Linked DNA regions of Oryctolagus cuniculus: region 1 is linked to region 2. A link is a contact called in public Micro-C data. All regions are on one chromosome and are shown on one strand. The core of a region is the stretch at or near the end of the contact, and the rest is flanking DNA. Distances in the headings are between cores, read along the strand shown. Region 1 holds the start of RFLNB (refilin B). Region 2 holds the start of TIMM22 (translocase of inner mitochondrial membrane 22).

The links. A called contact is a pair of places that touch in the nucleus more often than the background predicts.
Region 1: a Micro-C map of ear pinna shows a contact between it and region 2, with 6 times the contacts expected there. The contact joins the promoter of RFLNB here to the promoter of TIMM22 in region 2. A contact is called at or near these places in 2 of 6 Hi-C or Micro-C datasets (ear pinna and an unstated tissue).

Annotation. Positions count from the first base shown.
Region 1 is chr17:46,650,065-46,655,199 of mOryCun1.1, reverse strand. RFLNB (refilin B) reads right to left here and starts at 2,482. Exons shown (of 3, transcript XM_051824574.2): 1 at 2,122-2,482; 2 at 24-133. The coding sequence starts at 2,346.
Region 2 is chr17:46,218,309-46,223,473 of mOryCun1.1, reverse strand. TIMM22 (translocase of inner mitochondrial membrane 22) reads left to right here and starts at 2,516. Exons shown (of 4, transcript XM_002718896.5): 1 at 2,516-2,927; 2 at 4,557-4,753. The coding sequence starts at 2,690.

The sequences.
Region 1 (5,135 bases), core at 1,233-3,732, 430 kb before region 2:
AAAATCAGGCCTGGAATATTTACCTCACTTCCTTCGGGGGTAAGGGGTCAAACTCCACTCCTTCGCCAAAGGACAGTGGGCACAGTCTTGGCGGGCAGCCGGCGGCCAGGGCACTGGGGACGGATGCTGGAGCCTTCCAGGACAAGGAGAAGGCAGTTAGAGCCGGCCCAGAGCCAGGGGATGCACCCCCCCCACACACACACACATTCCCGTGCCCCCCATCCCCATGCCAAGGTCACAGTCCTGAGCCTCCAGCTGTGGGGATCAAGGGCTGAGCCACACCTGGGAAGAGCACTGGACAGGGAGCCAGGAGGTCTGGGTTCAAATCCCCGTCCTTGCCCCCTGCACTGTCAGAGGACACTGAGCCATGTTCAGGCCAGGGGCAGCCTGCAAAGCAGACCTGACCCGCAGAGCCCCCAACCACGCTCTCTCTGGGACACTCTGGAGAAGGCTCTGACAAAAATCACCACTGGGAGTTTTTCTCAGCTAAGGATTTGGTGCAACTTCCTGCGTTTCTGGGGCTGTGGGATCAGCACCCATCCCACAGCAGGAAGCCGGCAAGCGCAAGTTCATGGGTGAGGTGAACCCCAGGATGTTCTCCACTTTGCCCTTGGTTCTCCAGCCTGCACAAGCATCAGGGGCCCTGCTTCACGGTGACAGTGCCAGCCCCGATGTGACGGCCGGTCCCACCCGGCTACTGGGGTCAGAGCTTCTGCATTAAGTGCAAAGTCAGCAGCCCCTGCGCGCCCTCCTTGCGTAAGCACCTGTCATTCTCTGATCTGAGAAGGAAAAACACCTGGGCCCAGGTGTGGTGGCGGCAGCCCCTCCTCAACACCTTGCAGGCGGCCTGAGAGACCCCCTGCATGACAGGCCACGAGCAGGGGCAAACAGGGGCACAGGGGGCAATGCAAAAGCCCACAGAGACTTGGACAGGACCGGGCAGAGGGTCCTGAGCACTCGGCTTCCGGGTCTGGGTGGGGAGTGTCCTAAGTCCAGGCAGAGGTCACGGTCGAGGCGAGAATCAGCTTCTGGAAACAGCCTCTGACTGGGACAGTTGGGCCATGCTCTGGCCGCAGCCCCACACCCGGACAGCAGGGGGCACCTCCCAGGCAGCTCCCCGACACACACCCCACATCCTTCTCCCAGGTATCCACACCAGCACCGGGTTCTCTGCCCTTCTCTCCCCTTCCTGCCCATCAACAGACGCTCCCCGTGCACCCACCCTGCCCCAGGTGCACCTCGGGGAGGGGGTGGGGCAGCCGAGGTTATAACCCCCCAGCCCCAAGCACAAAGCGCCCCTGGCACGGCTCTGGGGAACATCGGGGAAGGTTTCCCAGAGGAGGTGACCCGGGCTGGGCACTGAAGGGCCAGCAAGACCTTGCTGGAAGAGGTAATAGACCTTGTGAATGTCAGGGGGGAGGGGAGGGGAGGGGAGGGGAGGGGAGGGGAGCAGGCCAGCCTGCAGCAAGGCTGCAAACCCCGGAGGCTCCCCTGGAGGCAGGGGCAGTGCAGGTCCTTAAGGGGCCACCACGACTTCAGCCCCGGGGCAGAGGGCAGTAAACTGTGGTGGAGATTTTTTCGTTGAGTAAAAAAAAAAAAAAGTAAAGTAAAGTAAAAGGCTTAATACTGAAAAGGCCTCAGCCACCTGCGACACACGGGACACTCGGGCGCTCTCGGGACAGGGGCCGCCGCCAGGAAGTCAAGGCTAGGGAGTGACCGAAAGCAGGGCGCGCTTGCTCTCAGAATCGGGGAGCCCGGGGCACAGCGGAGTGGGCTCACGGGCCTCGGAAGGCAGGCTGGGGTCCCGTGCCAGGTCCCGGGGGCCCCGCCCGCCCGCCCGACCCGGGAGCGAACGTGGCTGAGCCGCAGCCTGGCGGCCACCGGGGGCGGCCACCCGAGGGAGGGGACAGCGGCGCGCCTCTCCCGGCCCCCGCGCGCCTCCCAGGCGACGACAACTTTCCAGCCTCCGACTCCAGCTGGCCAGTATCGCGCTGCTCCCGCCCGGGCTCCCGGCGACAGCCACGCCGACGGCGCGTCCCAGGCAGGGCGACACGGCCTGCCGGGGTGGGGTGGGGGGACGGGCGCGCTGGGGAGGGAAGGAGTCAGATCTGGGCCACTCACCGGGGCCGCGGGGGTCGCCGCCGCGTCGGGCTCCAGCGCCCCCGGAGCCGGCGCGCGCTCCCCGCCGCCGCCGCCCGCGCCGCCGCCCGCAGACGCCGCGAGCCCCCAGTGGCTGGGGCTGGGGCTGGGGGGCAGCCCCGAGTCCGGGCTGTCCAGGACGCCGTCGCCCTTCTTCTTGGCGTCCACGAGCTCGGGCACATCCTGCAGGCTCAGCCGGCCCACCATGGCTGGGCGCGGGGTCGCGGGCGAGCGAGGGCCGCGAGGGGCGCAGACGCGGGCCGGGGCCGCTGCCCGCCCGGCCGCCCTCCCTGCCCGGCCGCCCGCGCGCGCCGTCCGGGTCTCGCCGGCGGCCGCGCTCCGGGGCCCGCCCTCCGCCCCGCCCCGGCCCGCCGCGCCCGGGCCGGCCCAGCCCTCACAGGCCCCGCCGCGAGGACCGGCGCCAGGGGCCGCTGCGCTCCCGCCGTGCGCCGCCCGCGCCGAGCTCCGCCGGGCCGCCGAGCCCGCCCCCGGCTGCTGCCCACCGGCGCTGCAGGGGGCGCCGGGCGGGCGGGAGAGGCACCCCCAGCGCCGTCGACCCCCACCAGGCTACAGGTGGGCGCGGGTACCTTCCCCCACCCACTCGCCCACCCCCGCGCCAAAGCCCTGTGCCCGCGGGCTGGGAGGCGCTCGCCCCGGGCTCTCCAGAACTGGCGGTCGGGGGCAGCCGGCGGAGAGCCGGCCACAGCGAGCTCACAACTGGAAATTATTAATAGTTAATGTGCGTCGGATGGCTCCGGCCACTGCCGACGCTCACGGCGGCCCGGAGGAAAGAGGGCCCACCGCGGGGCTCCCGGGGGCCCTGGTTTCGGTGGGGGCCCACTCGGCAGGGGAGACGGTGACGTGGATGAGCTCAGCCGGCTGCCCGGGCGCCGCCTCGGGGGCCAGGGCCCCGCAGTGGGGGGAGGCAGCTTCCCCGCCGCCGCCACGGGAGCTGTGGGCTGCGCGCCCCCGGGGAACCCCGCACTGAGCAGACCCAGACGTCTGCCCTGGCCTCTGGCTTCGCAGAGAAGCCCCGTTGCGGGCAGGACCTGGTTTCAGGGGGTCTGGACTGACCCCAGAGCCAGCACCTTTCCCGGGATCCGCCTGACCCGCATGCACAGGGGGCACCCCTCAGCCCTAGGGGTTCTGGTGGAGTTCAACCAAGAGCCTGGAGATTGGGGCCTACGGTGTGGCGTAGCAGGTAAAGCTGCCGCCTGCAGTGCTGGCATCCTATATGAGTCCCAGTGGCTCCACTTCTGAGCCAGCTTTTTGCAATGGTGTGGGCCCCTGTACCCACGTGGGGGACCCGGAAGAAGCTCCTGGCTCCGGGCTTCGGATCAGCCCAGCTCCAGCAGTGGCAGCTATTTGGGGGAGTGAACCACCAGATGGATGATCTTTCTGTTTCTCCCTTTCTGTCTGTAACTGTCTCCATTTTGACCTGTGTCACCTGGGAGACCATTGGTTTCCCTGCACAGACGGGGGTCTGCTGAGCCCAGTGGACAGCAGATGTCACAGGCAGCTGGCAAGGAGGCAGATGATCAGCCCCTGGGCGAGGTCCACCCTGGAGGCCCCCTGCCTGGGAGCCAGGGGCTGATTCTTCCAACCCTCCCCAAATGCACAAAAAAGAGCCTTCCCGAGTCCCCAGAAAATAAAGGCCGGAAGGGATTTTTGCAAGGAGGCCTCACATCAGCAACTTGCGCTCCTGGCTCCACTCAGAGAGTCAGGTGGACCAGAACTTGCGGGCCGGGAAGAGCCCTCGCTGTGGTCAACCCTAGGGAACCAGCTGCTCTGAGCTGCCACCCCTGAGGGGCGGCCTCTAGGATCCCACAGTGCACAGCCTGTGGCGGCTGCCTGGGAAGGAAGGAGGGTGGGAGCCCTTGGGGCAGCCACTGTGCTCCACGTGGTGACCTTGGGCTGAGTGTGTCCTTCCCTCAGCCCCAGGCCTCCAGGGCACTCCTCTTGCAGCCCTAATTCAAAGCAGAACGTGCAGTGCATGCAGGCTGGGGGCGGCTGTGGTTTGCAGCTTCCTACTGCTGGGAACTCCTCGTGCTCGCTGGAGACATAAAAGGCGTTGTTTTGCAGTCTTGGGTCTTTACTGCAAGTGAGCTGGGGTTTGGGGAGAACTGAGGATGAGAGGGGAAGGCTCACCCACCACTTGCCAAGCTCCCACCTGGAACCTGGCTGCTGCTGGCCCCGCGCGATTGCAAGACCCCCAACCCCAGATGGAGAGTTCCAGAGATCTGAGAAGGCGTCTGTCTTGTGCCCTGTGCACAGGAACAAATCTGCTCACACAGAGGCCTCTGACCCATTTGCTTTGCTTTTTTCCAATCCCACTGTCCCAGCCTCAATAAGGCCCAGCTGTGCAATGCTCTCCCGGCCCCCCGGCCCCCGCTAGGGCCTCTCACTGGTCACCAGCCGGTGGTCCAGCGGCTTCACCGGCCACCCGGGATGGGTGCCATGTCTGCCAAAGCTCCAGACACGGCTGCGGGTGTTGCGGCTGGTGGGAGGGCCCGGGCCCCTCCTGCTGGTTTCCTGGATGCCTGCCCTGCTCCAGGAGTCAGACTTGAACCCTGCAGGGCAAGACCAATAATCAGATCTTCATAACACTAATACGACCTTGCAATTCCAAACCCCTCTTCCTCTCCTGCTCCAGATCTACCCTCCTGGCTCCTTTTCTTAAGGTTTCTGCTCAAGGCTCCTGGGTCCTACAGGCCAAGAGGCTGTCTGAACTTGGGGACAGCAGGACAGTCCCCCTCAGCCCCAGCTGGGACCCCTGCTGCCCGCCCTGCTCGCTCGCCCCTCTATGCACCTTTCTTTTTCTTTCTTTCTTTCTTTTTTTTTTTTTTTTTTTTGGACAGGCAGAGTGGACAGTGAGAGAGAGAGACAAAAAGAAAGGTCTTCCTTACGTTGGTTCACCCTCAATGGCCACTGCGGCCAGCGTGCTGCGGTCAGCACATAGCGCTGATCTGAAGGCAGGAGCCAGGTGCTTCTCCTGG
Region 2 (5,165 bases), core at 1,267-3,766:
TTGCAAGAAAGGGCTAAGTGGGCTGTGTTGTGGTGCAGTGGGTTAAGCCGCCAACACCAGCAGCCCATACCAGAGCGCCAGTTCAAGTTTCTGGTTGCTCTGCTTCCAATCCAGCTTGCTGCACTGTGCCTGGGAAGGCAGCAAAAGATGGCCAAGTCCTTGGGACCCTGCACCCACATGGGAGACCTGGAAGGAGCTCCTGGCTCCCAGTTTCAGCGTGGCCTAACCCCTGTCATGATGGTCATTTGGGGAGTGAACCAGGAGATGGAAGATATCTCTGATTCTCCTTCTCTGTAACTCTGCCTTTCAAATAAGTATTCTGCTGTTCTCCCAGTTTATCAAGAGGGAGCTGGATCAGAGGTGGAGCACCCAGGACACGAATGGGTGCTCACACGGATGCTGGTACCACAGGCTGCAGCTTAACCTGCTGTGTCATGGCACCAGCCCCAATACATAAAGCTTCAGAAAGAAAGACAAAAGAAAGGTCTGGGCTAGAAATCGAGATTTAGGAGTCATGGGGTGGGTGTTTAGCACTTAAGACACTGATGTCCCATACTGGAATGCATGAGTTTGCTGGACTGAGTTCCTGCACCCTGGTTTCAGCTATTTCATTAATTCGGTGAGTAAACCAGCAATGAGGCTCTCTCCCCTCGACTTCCTCCCTCCCTCTCTCCCTTCCTTCCTCCCTCCCTCCCTTCCTTCCTTCCATCCTTCCTAGATTTACTTTATTTATTTGAAAGACAGAGTTACAGAGAGAGGTAGAGAGAGAGAGAGAACTTCCATCCGTGGGTTCACTCTCCAGATGGCCACAGTGGCCAGAGCTGTGCCAATCCGAAGCCAGGAGCCAGGAGCTTCCTCCAGGTCTCCCACGTGGGTACAGGGGCCCAAGGACTCGGGCCATCTTCTACTGCTTTCCCAGGCCATAGCACAGCGCTGGGATCAGAAGAGGAGCAGCCTAGAACCGGCAGCCATATAGGATACTGATGCTTCAGGCCAGGGCTTTACCCCACTGTGCCACAGCGCCGGCCCCAACCCCCAGCTTTCAAATAAAATAATGAGCTACATAATTTTTTTTTGACAGGCAGAGTGGACAGTGAGAGAGAGAGACAGAGAGAAAGGTCTTCCTTTGCTGTTGGTTCACCCTCCAATGGCTGCTGCAGCCGGCGCGCTGTGGCCAGCGCACCGCGCTGATCCGATGGCAGGAGCCAGGTACTTATCCTGGTCTCCCATGGGGTGCAGGGCCCAAGCACTTGGGCCATCTTCCACTGCACCCCCTGGCCACAGCAGAGAGCTGGCCTGGAAGAGGGGCAACCGGGACAGAATCCGGCACCCTGACCGGGACTAGAACCCGGTGTGCCGGCGCCACAAGGTGGAGGATTAGCCTAGTGAGCCACGGCACCGGCTGAGCTACATAAATTTTTAAAACGCAGGAGTCGATGAGGCACTGGGAGTAGCAGGGAAAGCTGTGAGTGTGGCCAGCCTGCCAGGCGGAGGGAGCTGCAGAGGAGCAAGTGCAGAGGCCGCGGCAAAACTGGGAGAGGGGGGCTCCCTGGAACTGGAGACTTCACAGGAGGGAGCAGTCAGCCAGGCCACAGGCAGCCGTGACGTCTAGCAGCGTGATGTGTGCGTGGCGCTGAACAATTGGGAAGTCACTAGGAACCTCAGAGTGAGGATGGCCTGGTGGGGGTACAACAGTGAATCTCACATCAGCTTAGAAAACTCTGGGTACGGGGCCAGCGCTGGGTGAGCAGGTTAAGCCACTGCTTGCAATGCCAGCATCCCATATGGGTGCCAGTTCGAGTCCTAGCTGCACTGCTTCCCAAACAGCTCCCTGCTAATGCGCCTGGGAAAAACATCAGAAGATGGCCCAAGGGCCTGGGCCCCTGCATCCACATGGGAGACCCGGATGAAGATCCTGGCTCCTGGCTTTGTTTTGCAAGCTGCAAAAACACGAGCATTAGTGCCCAGCTTGCCACAGGACACCAGCCCCGCGGGCAACAGCACCAAGCACGGCCTGGCTGGCCCTCCGTACTGGACCAGGGTCCGTCACTTCAGATCCCAGATCCTGACTTCTCTTAGCTGGGCTAGCATCACTCTTACTGCTCCGTTCTCTAATTACTGAACACATCGCTCCTTACATACGGTTATGCCATTCCTCCACGTTTAATCTGCAAAGCACTGCCCGTCACCAACATTTCACATCTTCAAGGTCCCAACGCGGACGCGGAGAGAGCTCGGCAGTGCGCACGCGCCCCCTGCCGGCCCCTGGCCGCACTGCAGCCCGCGGGGCGACGCCGCTCGCGTCCCGCCAGGCGAGAGCTCTGACGCGCTCCAGACCGGTTCGACCCGCGAGAGCACGCGCAAGGCCTTCTGGGAAATGTAGTTGCTGTTCGGGTTAGCGCTACCAATGCCGGCCCACACCACGCCGCAGCCCCAGAAGGATGAGGGCGCTTCCCTGTGACTGAAACGTGCCTGTCTGTGCCATTGATTGGGACTGCTTCAAAAGCTTGATTCGGCTTTCGGGAAACACGATAGCGCTCTGGCCAGGTACTCCCAGGCCGATGTCGTCTTCCGCAGCTTTCCCGCTGCGACGAATCTGCCGTTGAGATCCAGTCGCTCGCTTGGCAGGAAGTTTGTGGAATCTGCTGTGGGAAGAGCGACGCGGGGGCTTCCCGGGGCAGCTGCTGTCATGGCGGCGGCCGCCCCCAGCGCCGGGCGCTCAGCGCCCGCGGCCGCGGAGCCCGCCGAAGCCCCGCTGCAGTACAGCCTCCTCCTGCAGTACCTGGTGGGTGACAAGCGGCAGCCGCGGCTCCTGGAGCCCGGGAGCCTGGGCGGGATCCCGAGCCCGGCCAAGAGCGAGGAGCAGAAGATGATCGAGAGGGCGATGGAGAGCTGCGCCTTCAAGGCAGCGCTGGCCTGCGTGGGAGGTGAGGCGCGGCGCGGCGCGTGGGCCCGGGGAGGCGCGGCGAGGCGCGTGGGCCCCGGGGAGGCGGAGGGCTCGCGGGGCCGCGGTGCAGACGCGCGACCTCGGCTGCGTTCCCGTCGCGCCCCGGTGACCTCAGGCTCTGGCCCCGGGGTCAGCTTGGCCTTCGGAAATCCGAACGGGGAAGCAGGCCCTCTGAGGGAGGCGGCCAGGCCGTAGAATGGGTGACTTCGTTCATTCTTCATTCATTGCATCCTTAATTCAACAACTTGTTGCTGAGCAACTGGCCTGCGCCAGGCCGCGGAAACAGGGGGTGGGAGAGGCAGAGCCTTGGTCCGGTGGAGTTGAGGTTTTCCTGCTCAGAGGAGCAGGTGGACGGGGGGCTTGGCCGAGGAGCTGCCAGGAGGGAGCAGGCAGCGGTGGGCAGGGGCCGGAGGAGGCTGGCCCTGCCCTCTGGTTCTCTCTCTTTGACCTGTGGAGGCTATGAGGACGGCCCGAACACTTCACGGGCACGGGGTAGACTGGCCGCGTGTGTGCTGAGTTTAAGTCTCGCTGAGAACGAACGACCTGTAAGAAATGAGTGCTAGTGAGAAAAAGAGAGAGAGAAGAGGGATTCTGCTTTGGGGGGGTGGGGGGGTGGGAGGCCATAGCAGAGGTGAACCTCAGGGCTGAGAAAGGGGAAAGTGGAGGCGGAGATTTGAGCTCTGCGCCCACGCGCACAGGCCTTAGCGTGCTTACCGGTAAAACTTTGTTTTTTAGGAGAGTGCTGAAGGGCACCCGGGGTGGAGTGTGGGGAAGGAGGAGAGGCTGGGTGGGATGGCCGTGGAGACGGCTGAGACAAGCTCGAGACGGCTGAGACAAGCTCCCCTTGGCCTCCCCTGAGTCTCTGACGCTCCAGGGTGGGGGTGATGGAGACGCGGCTGTGGACGCAGATGGCCATGGTCGTGCTTGGAGAGCTAGGCTGAAAGGGTTTGCCATCTTCTGTAGCTGCCTGGTTGCAGGGGAACCGAGGAAGCAGGCAGAATTACTGCTGAGATACAGGGCTGTGGTGACAGTGAAGGAAAAGTCTAGGGGGGAGGTGGCCCTGGTATCCGTGAACTTGGGCTGCCTTTGAGGCCGTGAGGAGGCATCCATGGGCAGATGTCCAGGAGCCACAGGAGTGTCAGATGTGGGCAGCGGCGTGGCCCTGTGACCTTGGGGAAGTTCCTTAACCTTGCTGACCCTTGGTTTCCACATCTGTATAAAGGAAAGGGTGCTGGCATCCTCCTGGCGGGTGCTGGGAAGAGGGGGTGAGGCAGTGGCTGAAGCGCCTGGTGTCTGGCACTTGGGCATCCTAAATGACCTTATGGTCATGGGGCTCGGCCGTGGCAGAGGAGTGAGGGCATGTGTTTGAGAGAGTACGGAGAGAACAGAGGGCTAGAGACAGAATCTTCAGGCAGGTTAGGAAAGAAAAGGAGAGAGAAATCTAAGAGGATGGACCTTGTAATATGGAAACCCGGGTGAGTGGCAAGAGGGTGCGTTTCCTGCACTGGTGGCCATCCAGGTCACTGATGAGCGTGATCCCGAGGCGGCATTCCAGAAAAAACATCCGCAAAATGCCAAGAATATTCCCCATCTCTGTGTTTGCTTCCAGGATTTGTCTTGGGAGGCGCATTCGGGGTGTTTACTGCCGGCATTGATACCAACGTGGGCTTCGATCCCAAGGATCCGTACCGTACACCGACTGCAAAGGAGGTTCTTAAGGACATGGGACAAAGGGGGATGTCCTACGCCAAGAATTTCGCCATTGTGGGAGCCATGTTTTCGTGTACTGAGTGTTTGGTAGAATCTGTAAGTATCCGTGCCTTCTGAGAAACCCCTGCCGACTGCCATCTCACACTCTTAAAGAGAAACACTCTTAGCGCGGTTACTAGAAAGCTGGCCAGGGGCTGGGGTCTGACTCAGTGGCTGAGAGACCATGTGGGACGCCCACGTCCCCCTTCAGAGTGCTTGCGTCTGAATCCCAGCCCCGCTCCTATCCCAGTGTGCACCCTGGGAGACAGCAGGTGATGGCTCACGTAGCTGGGACCCTGCCACCCACATCAGAGATCCGGGATTGGGCTCAGGCTCTTGGCTTCTGCCAGGCCTCGCCCCAGCTGCTGCAGGCGTTTGGGGAGTGAGCCAGCAGATGAGGAACCTGTTTCTCTTTCAAAGAATTAAAAAAAAAAAAAAGATTAGAAACATCAGATACTTTATGGCTTAT